Linked DNA regions of Mus musculus: region 1 is linked to region 2. Evidence: chromatin contacts called from public HiChIP or PLAC-seq data. All regions are on one chromosome and are shown on one strand. The core of a region is the stretch at or near the end of the contact, and the rest is flanking DNA. Distances in the headings are between cores, read along the strand shown. Region 1 has its middle 35 kb from the start of Spp1. Region 2 has its middle 19 kb from the start of Sparcl1.

Region 1 (5,190 bases), core at 1,155-3,654, 270 kb after region 2:
GTTTCCTCTGGCTACTGAACAAGTAGCAAATTTACTGGGGTAAAGCAGCGCTGTTGGTTGTAACAGTTGAGAAGCGAGAAGCAGGTTTCATGAACCAAGTCAAGACGAAGGTGTCTCATCAGCAGAGTTGAGTTCTTTCTTCAATAGACCCTGGGTCCATGCCTCTTTGCATTCTGATCGTCACTGTGACCTCTTTGTTGTTCTGTCTCCTTTTCTGTTCTCATCTTCCACTTATAAAAAACCCCTATGCTTGCACTCAGATGTTCTACCCAAGATCCTTGATTTAAGGATATCTACAAAACTCCTTTGGTCATTGAAGGTTCATAATAGTTTACAAAGACTGGAAGGTTCCTATCCTTGGGGGCATTGTTTAACCATCAGCGTCTACTTTCTTCTACTCCAGCTTTTCCCATATAATGTAAATCTAGTCTCTGCTCTGAGAAATTTCTTTCCAGGGACATCACAAAGGCCATTGTTTGGATTTGTCCAGGTGCAAACAGCACTTCCATTGTTAAAATTAGAAACTGTCCGGCAAACAAGGATAAATGAGTCCCCTAAAGCGTTCCTCCTCATTTCCATGTGTAACACTCATTTCGTAGTATTTCAGCTTTATATCTCCTTTCCTTAGTCTTTCCACTCTGCTGGCCTACGGGCAGCTGTGAGTTTTTCATGTTCCTGGTGCTGCTGCCTCGGTTTCTAGCATATGGGAGATGGTTCTAAAAGGTTTAGCTATCAGTGGAGTTTGTAGCATAGCCCTGAAGTCACAGACAATCTAAGCAAAGTGAAAATTTTCCATCACATGACAAAACAAAAACAAAAAGAAGAACACTAAACACTGGTGTGATTTCCTGTGCTCTCTGGGATACTCTTGCCCCATCTGCTTTTAAATTTTTGAGTTAAATCCAAATATTCATAGTTCTTGACAGAACACACTTAGAACAAACAAAGTCTCTACTATGAATCTCTGACTGTTTCAGCATGCCTTTCTTTCTCAGTCTGTTACCATACCCAAAGCAAATTGAAAACAGATTTGATATCCAATCTGGGGAGACTTCTGCCATTTCTTTATTTTCCTGAATGATGATAAAGTTGAACCACTCTTGTAACCTGCTTCCTGAATGCTGTGGCAGCCAGAGCATAGATGTGTGACTCTCTTTGATCTCAATGTCCCCTGAGTCTCTGAACTCTGCTCACCTCTGTGGAAGTGTCCTTGGCTGAAAGTGCCCTGCAACTTCATCACAGCGAACAGGACAGGAGCTGAGGTAAACAACAACAACAACAAAAAAAAAAAGATCTGGACAAAGACATCATTTAGCATGGACCACTGGTTCTACAGCCCCTGTTCTAAGCAGTGAGTCCATTTGTTCCCTGAATCTAAGTGTGACTGTCACGCTTATGGACAAACACACGGATGGAGAGCATGGACGGTAAGGGAGTGAAGGAATTAAGTCTATATCTTCCACCATCTGCATTTCAAAAGGGAAAGGAGATATATCAAAACCTAAATTGCACACATCCAGAAACAGAAGCCCAGTAAGAAGATAAGGAATCGCTAATGAAAGAGAAGAAGATGCTTGCAGTTTTTAAATGAAGATTGACTATATTTTGCTGGTCCATGTCTAGACCCACAAATGACAAAAGTCATTCAGAAGCATAGCCCACCAAACAAAGTAAAGTCCCTCTCACAGAGGTACTCTGGTATCACCAATTCCTTACTGGAAAATACTTGGAATACCTCCAAAGTTTGATGTTGCAAATAAAGGCAGATATACTGTAGCTTGGGAAAATAGCTTAAATTCTACTTAAATCTTTTCAGTAAGACATAATAAAGTGGAAGCTCTTTATAAATCCTCCTTTGAAAACACAAGCGTCCATATGCATATGGTATGAAATTCTCCTATGTGTCATGACAGGAAATGAATGTCTGATTACTGAGCTGCAGCCACCCAAACTGATTTGAGCCCTGGGTCCCAGCTCTTTGTTTATGTGCACCGGCCAGGAGCTTGTGAGCGAGACATAGTAACAATTTCACCTCCTATTTCTTGAAGAGTCACCTGCCCCAGGGCTGTTCATTGTTATTTTACTACTTAGTGGTTTATGAGATAAATGGTTAAGCAGTGGTGTGGGGCAAGCGGATTTTCAAAGCATGTGTAGCTGCCGCGCTGTCTAGATATGAGAGCATAAAGCTACTTGATCTAAAAAGGACAAAAAAAAAATGCCCCACCTCCTTCCACAGCCCTACTTTCTGCTTCCACTGATTCATTACTCATTAAAAATGAGACAACTAAAATAGACTTAAATAAATAATGGTTTTTATCTAACCTGAGAAAAATGTCAAGATCCAAGTAAGGTCGTGTTAAATGTTAACTTCTACCGGGAATCAAGGCTGCAGGATCCGTGGTACAGCTGGGAACTGGGTTTTATGACTCGCTACCAAACTGGTTGTGTTGAGCAGGGAGAACAGCAGGCACTGTTAATCATTGGGCACCATCTTTTGAAACACAGTTACTTCTTTGTGTCCATGTCCTTTCTTTTCTTTTCTGTTTTTGCCCTTGGGATTCTTTGGGTCAATGATTTTCTGCTCTGAGCCCCTATCATTTATTTGATTTTCCCATCTGATGGGTGACCAGCTAAAGCAGCAGCCCCAGGGTGTTATTTTTAAACTATAAGAATTGGTAAACACTCTCAAGTTTCAGTAACTAAAGCTGTTAGCTCCATTTTTTTCCCCAGAATATCTTTTTAAAAGTAAGGCAAAACAAAACGTCACTGTGATCAGCCCCACCCCAAAAGAAAATGGATGAGTGTGGTTTAATGAGATAGCCTGAGGGAAATACATTGGGAGCAAGAGGTGGACAGAGGATGGATAATGCACAAAGGGATGCAGCATGGACCAACCAATGAAGGGCTCAACTGGGAAGGCTGTTTAATACCAGACTGATGACCTAACTTTAATTCAAAAAATGGACATTTGCAAATTGTCCTCTGACCTCTACATGTATGCCATGGCATTTTCTCTCTCTCTCTCTCTCTCTCTCTCTCTCTCTCTCTCTCCTCCCACCTCACAGGCACACACACACAGGTGCACATATATACAGAGAGGCATACATGCATACTCACAGGCACACACACACACACAATAAACATATTACAGAATTTAGTAGGGTACAATTGGGCAAGAATGACTTGTAATATCCTACAACACAGCAGGGTAACTGAAGAAATAAATATCCAAGGTGATGCTGTGCCAGTTACCTGATCTGATAAATACATCATACAGATGTCATAAAGCATCAAGTGGTGTGATATAAATATGTATCATGCCCATGTGTCGATATAAATGGAAAATCAAAATATATATATATATATATATATATATATATATATATATATATATATATATCTCACATACCTCAGAAGGTAACCCAAATATGATCTTTATTGCAGATTAGTAGAATTTTCTCCAAAATTAACACTGATCCAGATGGTATTTGGAAACCAATGGCCCAATTCCAGCTCTAAATTTTAGCTGAAAAAAAGTGTAAGGTCAGAAATTGTTAGCCAAGACATATATTAATGTGTTTTACTATAGTAACTTATTGACTTTCTATCTGCATTCAGTTACATTGGCTAATAAACAGACATGACAGCTCACCGCAGCTCCCACTTTCCCTGCAGAACAGTGAGTGAGTCAGCGGATCACAGAGATGCTCGCACAGATGCGGGAAGAGCACTGTTCATGATAGCCAAGTCCCAGAACGAGCATCTGTCCACCAACAGAGGAACAAAGGAAGAAAGTGTGGTATATATACACGTGGGAGTTGGTTCATCCGTAAGGATGAACTTATGTCATTTCAGGGAAATAGATACAACTGGTGATTGCCATTTTAAAGTAACTCAATCAGATTCAGGAAGACAACTATCACATTTTCTCTCGTTTGTGGATCTTAATTACAGAGTGTATATATGTATATGTGACATGGAAGTAGGAAGAAAACTGTCATGGGATGAAGGATACAAACAAAAGAAGAGAGATGTGGGCATTAAAGAGCATGCTGAGGGAGGTATGGCCAAGACATACTGCATGTCTGCAGGAACACATTGTGAAACCACATGCAGGTACAATGAATACATCAGCAAGCAAAACTAAAAATAACTATTAAAGTTGTTGTATAAAATACGCAGGTATAGTTATTTCAGAGATGAAGAAAATGTTAAAGTTATAGTTAGTTAAATACAGACATTTCAACATAATAATGACTACAATTCATTGCAACTGTATAGATCCTTTTCTGTTTTGGAAGTTTCTGTTGTTTTAAGTTTTAAATGATATTCATTTTTCATCTTGCAATTATGAGACACTACACTCTATGCCCAAACAATATAAATAAGCCCAATATTACGCTTATGTTCATATGCTGCACCAATATGTTCTCCCTCCCTTCCCTCCTCCTTCCCTCTCTTCCTCCTTCCCTCCCTCCCCTCATCCCTCCCTCATCCCCTCTTCTTCTCCCTCCCTCCCCTCCTCCCTCCCTCTCTTCCTTCCTCTCTTCCTCCCTCTTCCCTCCTCCATCCCCTCTTCTCTTCCTCTCCTCCTCCTTCTCTCAGTCCCCTCTTCCTTCCCTCTCTCCCCTCTCCTCTTCCTTCTCTCCCCTCTCCTCTTCCCTCTCTCCCCTCTCCTCTTCCCTCTCTCCCCTCTCCTCCTCCTTCCCTCCCCTCCTCCTCTCCCCCTCTCTTATTCTTTCTTCCCTTCTTCCCTCTCTTTCCTTCATACCTGATTTCCCTTATTCTTCTTCATTCTTTTTCTTCCTCATTTTAAACGAGACAGACATGTCCCACACCACAGAATAGAGCACAGCCTGGCTTTGTGTGTCACAAACTTTGGGAAGCATCAGTCTTGTGAGAAGAGCAATGAAGCCTGTGTGTGGCAGAAAATACAACAAAGAGGGGCTCTGGGCCCGAAACATCCATTCAGTACATTACAGTCTGTGTTCCTGGGGCACTCCCAGCTGCAGGAGAGCCTCCATTTGAGTGAATGTCTTCTGTCTGTCTTTAGTATGCAAAAAGGCAGATTTGATATAAAGTGTGTGCCCTGGTATAGGCTTAATGATTACATATGGAATGAAAGCTGGTGCCTGGCTTGCTTATAAGTTACAAAGTTTTTGGAGATCATAAATAAATGTACATAGTTTA
Region 2 (4,811 bases), core at 1,694-4,193:
CGAGAGAAAGTGAGTTCACCCTGCATGCCGTCCTCCCATGCACAGCAGTGTCTCAACTGTACACATAGGGCTTCCTGCTCTGGCTTAATTACAAAAACAAAAAACAAAACAAAACAAAAAGCTGAGATTTCCTGCCTTCCTTCCTCAGCATGCAAGGGGTCATTGCTGCTACAGTTGCTGACTTAAGTTTCATTTAAAAAAAAAAAATCAAATCCCATTTAATTAGTGTATAAATTATCTCATCTTTACCACATGGTAAAATATGTATGTCAGAAATTATTTTAAGTTCTCTTATGATTTACTATTAAATGTTGGAATAATATATCTACTTTATTTTATTTTGTTACACAGTTTGTGTGTATGTTTTCAGGTGTGAGCGTGCATCCATCTGGTCAACCTCACGTCTTGATTTCCCAGGAGCCACCTACCTTGTGTTGCAAGACAAAGCCTCTTACTGAGATCTGGTGCTTACCAATTTAGGCTAGGCTGGCTGGCCACCAAGCCCCAGGGATCTTTCTGTATCTGCCTGGCTTTGTATGTGGGGGAATGAACTCAGGTCTTCAGGATTATTTGGCAAGTACTTTGTTGCATGATCCAACTCCCCGCTGTTCTATATACCCGGGCCAGGTAAAACTGTCTCATGTTGGAAGCAGCCCCAAGGAAGTTCAAATCCCTGTCTTAGGTAAGGGCTCCTCAACTCAGCACACCTGCCAATACTATTTCTACTAACGTGCTTAGAATACTTGGCACAGAGTAGGGCTACACCCATACCTGTCCTGCACTTGATGAATTGGCTCAGAAGAAGCAGGCCATCCATTGCCCCCTTGGTGTCCCACCCTGGGCTGGGTCCTGTATCTTAGCAGAATGCCATTTTCTTTTCTCCCTGGTTCCCCACTTTCTGTTCTGTGTTGTGATCATATGTACAGAGGAACTCTCTGACATACCAGGTGCTTTCAAATAGGGATTGTTTCTTACAGAATTCTGACCCCTCGCATTGGCAAACACTTAAATCTATCAAATTTTTTCTTCCCCCACATCATTTCTTCCTGATTAATGAAAATGTTCACGATCTTTGGTTAACTGTGTTACATATCACCAGATTTTTAAAACGATCTGAAATCATGAAAGGAGAAAGAATGCACAGTTCCCCTGCCTGGAGACTTAGGTAAACACACTTGCTTTCTCATTTGCTCCCATGTACAGGACACTGTTTGCAAGCAGCCACAAGAGGGAGGTATGAGCCTCTGTCAGCCCTAAGGAGTGAGTTGGACCTTGGCATCCCTGGCATCCTTTCATCAGAGTGAGTAGGGGAAGTTCAACCCTGAACCAAGAGCGTTCACTGTGTTGATCCCACCGTCTCTAGCTAAGGATGAGCAGGGTCTGAACTCTCCTCACTCACAGAGAATATGACCTCCCATTCTTCATTGTCCAGCAAGCCTATCCTGACTGGAAAGTTAATTTACAAAGAGCTTGAAGGACATGTGGTCCCAGCTTTTCTGTTATTTTCCGTTTGCATTAAGTCGGAATTCTGAAGAAGATCTCCTGTCTTTGGAACCTTAGAATTCCTCATTCTGAACTTTGACTTGGCATTCATCAATCCAGAATTGTGTGTGTGTGTGTGTGTGTGTGTGTGTGAGAGAGAGAGAGAGAGAGAGAGAGAGAGAGAGAGAGAGAGAGAGAGAAGACAGGATGTGTAAGTGAAGCTTTTGTATTCCAAGTTGCAGCACATGCAGACTGTACCTGAAACCAAATGAAGATACATTTCACACATCACCACTACCACCAGCACCAGCACTACCACCATCATCACCATCACCACCACCACTAGGCTCCCTCAGGCACATGGGTGTCATTCATGGCTGCAGGTATGCTGTTCTAGGCTGGTGAGTCCATGGACCCCTGAGGTCGCCTGGGCTTGCTCAGATGGAGGCTCTGGTCATTGTTTCTCCAGAGAATCAGCATCTTAAGAGAGTCTCTTTGCCAGGCGGTAGTGGCACACGCCTTTAATCCCAGCACTTGGGAGGTAGAGGCAGGCGGATTTCTGAGTTCGAGGCCAGCCTGGTCTACAGAGTAAGTTCCAGGACAGCCAGGGCTACACAGAGAAACCCTGTCTTGAAAAACAAACAAACAAACAACAAACAAAAAACAAAAAAGAGAGTCTCTTCAGAGAGAAGTTTACTGGTATTTAAAACTACAGCTCTGTCTTCTGGTCCTGTGAATGCTTCAAGCCAACAGCCTCTTTAAAAACCACATCAGGAATGAACAGGACTCGAGGCCAATGAGGCAGCACTTTGTGGTCTTACTGGGTCAGGAGGCTTTGTGCTGTGAGGTCTGCATGTGCTGGTAAGGGGCTACTGGAGGTGTGTCTGGGCTCACGAGTTCTGGCCCTCATCTGCTATCTCTGCTTTTGGCATTGAGTTGATTCCAGACCATAAAGGAAACAACTCACAGTGAGCTGATACCTCTTACCTTCCCGAGGTCTGGAAAGAGCCCAGAGTCCTTACGCACTGTGGCATCACAGTTTCTTTTACTAAAAGAGGGAAAAGGAGGAAAGCAGAAGTGAGCTGGAGATACCAGGTAGAAACTGATGGGTAGAGTTGCCAAAGTTTCCTTGTAGCGTGGGAAACACACCAGACACGTCTCAGCCATAGGACTCTCTACTCTTGAACTCTCTCTGTACTGTGTATGAATGCAACCCTGATTTTTCCATCTTTTTTTCCTGCCTTGGGGCAGAATTTTTTTTTCCTATGAGGCCCCAATAACCCTGTGCTTTTTCTTCTCTTATCTCAAGGGTGAGTGAACTGTGACCTAGAAACACCTGTATCTGCAACTAAAGGCTTCCCAGAACAAAACCACACTTCTATCTTTACATCTTGGACAAGACCGTGGAGTTGAAAGATTATTCGGTCCACAAAGTCTAAAATGTTTCCCATTCTCTATTCATAGTGAATTCCCAGTGTCTTTCTGTTCTGGTTTTAGTTTCACTCATGACTGTGCGCTGTAGACATTTATAATTGTAATCACATCCATCCACTTATCTATATATATATTTCTTGAGACAGGGTTTTAATGTATCCCAGTATCGCCTCAAACTTACTATGTACCCGAGGCTGGCCTTGACCCCAGATCCCCTGCCTCTGCGTCCCGAGGGTTGAGGTTATAGGAGGGTACTGCTATGTTTGGGTATTCTTATTTTTACTAAAGATTTCTTCAAGGTCAGAGATTTTGTTCATTCATCAGGATATTACAGGGGGTGACTGTGCCAGCTCCCCTCAAGTATCCACTGAATGTATAAATGCTGATCAAATGAGTATGCAGAGCTCCACAAACTCTGTAAGTTATGGTCACAGTCATGTCAGCTAAAACTTTCAGAAGGGGAAGGGTGTGCAGGACAGAAGTACACATCCTTGTCCCCATACGTGACTCACATGTGACTCACAAGCGACTGCTTGCACCCCACACTCAGCAGGAAGCACAGCCACAGCTTGGTCTCTGAGCCTTATATACCCACTTACCCCTGCTGGACACCTACGTAGTCCCAAAATTATCCCCAGAGGAAAGGACTTTTTCACAAAAGTAAACATCCTTTTAGCCGTGAAACTTTTGGCTTTTGTTAGGGAAGGTCTATTTTCATGTTCAGACTCAGGGGTACCTATTTTTACACTACAGCCAGACAAGACTTAATTACGGAGTCAAATAGGCAGGTGTGTCTCTGCACTATGACTCTATTTCACAAGAGACAGGAAGGAATAGCTTACCTTTTGTCTAAGGGTGGGGGAGGCATCCAGTCGGTTTGCACAGTAAGAATTGTCCCATAGGGGTTAGAACTCTTAATTATCGAGACCTGATTAATATTAAGTAGTTCCTTATCTGTGTAAAACATTTATGTGGTCGCTGCAAAAACATGGAAGGTGGAGAGTGGCTTATCAGAATTCTGAAACTTAGCTTTTATTTGTTCACTAGATCTTTTTTTTTAATTTTAATTTTTAAAAATTTTATTAGATATTTTCTTTATTTACATTTCAAATGTTATCCCCTTTCTTAGTTTCCCCTCTGAAAATCCCCTATACTCTTTCCCCTCCCCCTGCTCCCCAACCCACCCACTCCTGCTTCCTGGCCCAGACATTCCCCTATACTGGAGCATAGAGCCTTCACAGAACCAAGGGCTTCGCCTCCCATTGATGACTAGGCTATCCTCAGCTACATATGCAACTAGAGCCATTAGTCTCTCCGTGTGTTTTCTTTGATTGGTGGTTTAGTCCCAGGGAGCTCTGGGGTTACTGGTTAGTTCATGTTGTTCTTCCTAGGGGGCTGCAAACCCCTTCAGCTTCTTGGGTACTTTCTCTAACTCCTTCATTGGGGACCCTGTGCTCCATCTAATGGATGACTGTGAGCATCCACTTCTGTATTAGTCAGGCACTGGCAGAGCCTCTCAGGAGACAGCTATATCAGTCTCCTGTCAGCAAGCTCTTGTTGGCATCTGCAATAGTGTCTGGTTTTGATGGTTGTTTATGGGATGGATCCCCAGGTAAGGCAGTCTCTGGATGGTCATGCCTTCAGTCTCTGCTCCAAACTTTGTCTCTGTAACTCCTTCCATGGGTGTTTTATTCCCCTTTCTAAGAAGGATCAAAGTGTCCACACTTTGGTCTTCCTTCTTCTTGAGTTTCATGTGTTTTGCAAGTATCTTGTGTATTCTGACCTTCTGAGCTAATATCCACTTATCAGTGAGTGCATATCATGTGTGTTGTTTTGTGATTGGGTTACCTCAGTTAGGATGATACCATCCAGATCCATTTATTTGTCTAAGAATT

The links. HiChIP or PLAC-seq counts read pairs in DNA pulled down with a chosen protein or histone mark.
Region 1: an HNF4G HiChIP or PLAC-seq map of pancreatic cancer cells shows a contact between it and region 2. The contact joins two enhancer-like sites. A contact is called at or near these places in 1 of 15 datasets of contacts at CTCF or cohesin (the NIH/3T3 cell line), 1 of 115 datasets of contacts at active chromatin or transcription factors (pancreatic cancer cells) and 1 of 9 other capture datasets (embryonic stem cells).

The regions. Positions count from the first base shown.
Region 1 is chr5:104,397,322-104,402,511 of GRCm38.p6, forward strand. No RefSeq gene overlaps it. Among named protein-coding and RNA genes, the nearest start is that of Spp1, 35 kb to the right of the region's middle. Within about 2 kb of position 2,405, at least 41 of the 459 cell types and tissues checked have an H3K27ac peak or open chromatin away from gene starts, as enhancers often do. A contact at or near this core is called in pancreatic cancer cells, where this site is marked.
Region 2 is chr5:104,130,503-104,135,313 of GRCm38.p6, forward strand. No RefSeq gene overlaps it. Among named protein-coding and RNA genes, the nearest start is that of Sparcl1, 19 kb to the left of the region's middle. Within about 2 kb of position 2,944, at least 14 of the 459 cell types and tissues checked have an H3K27ac peak or open chromatin away from gene starts, as enhancers often do. A contact at or near this core is called in pancreatic cancer cells, where this site is marked.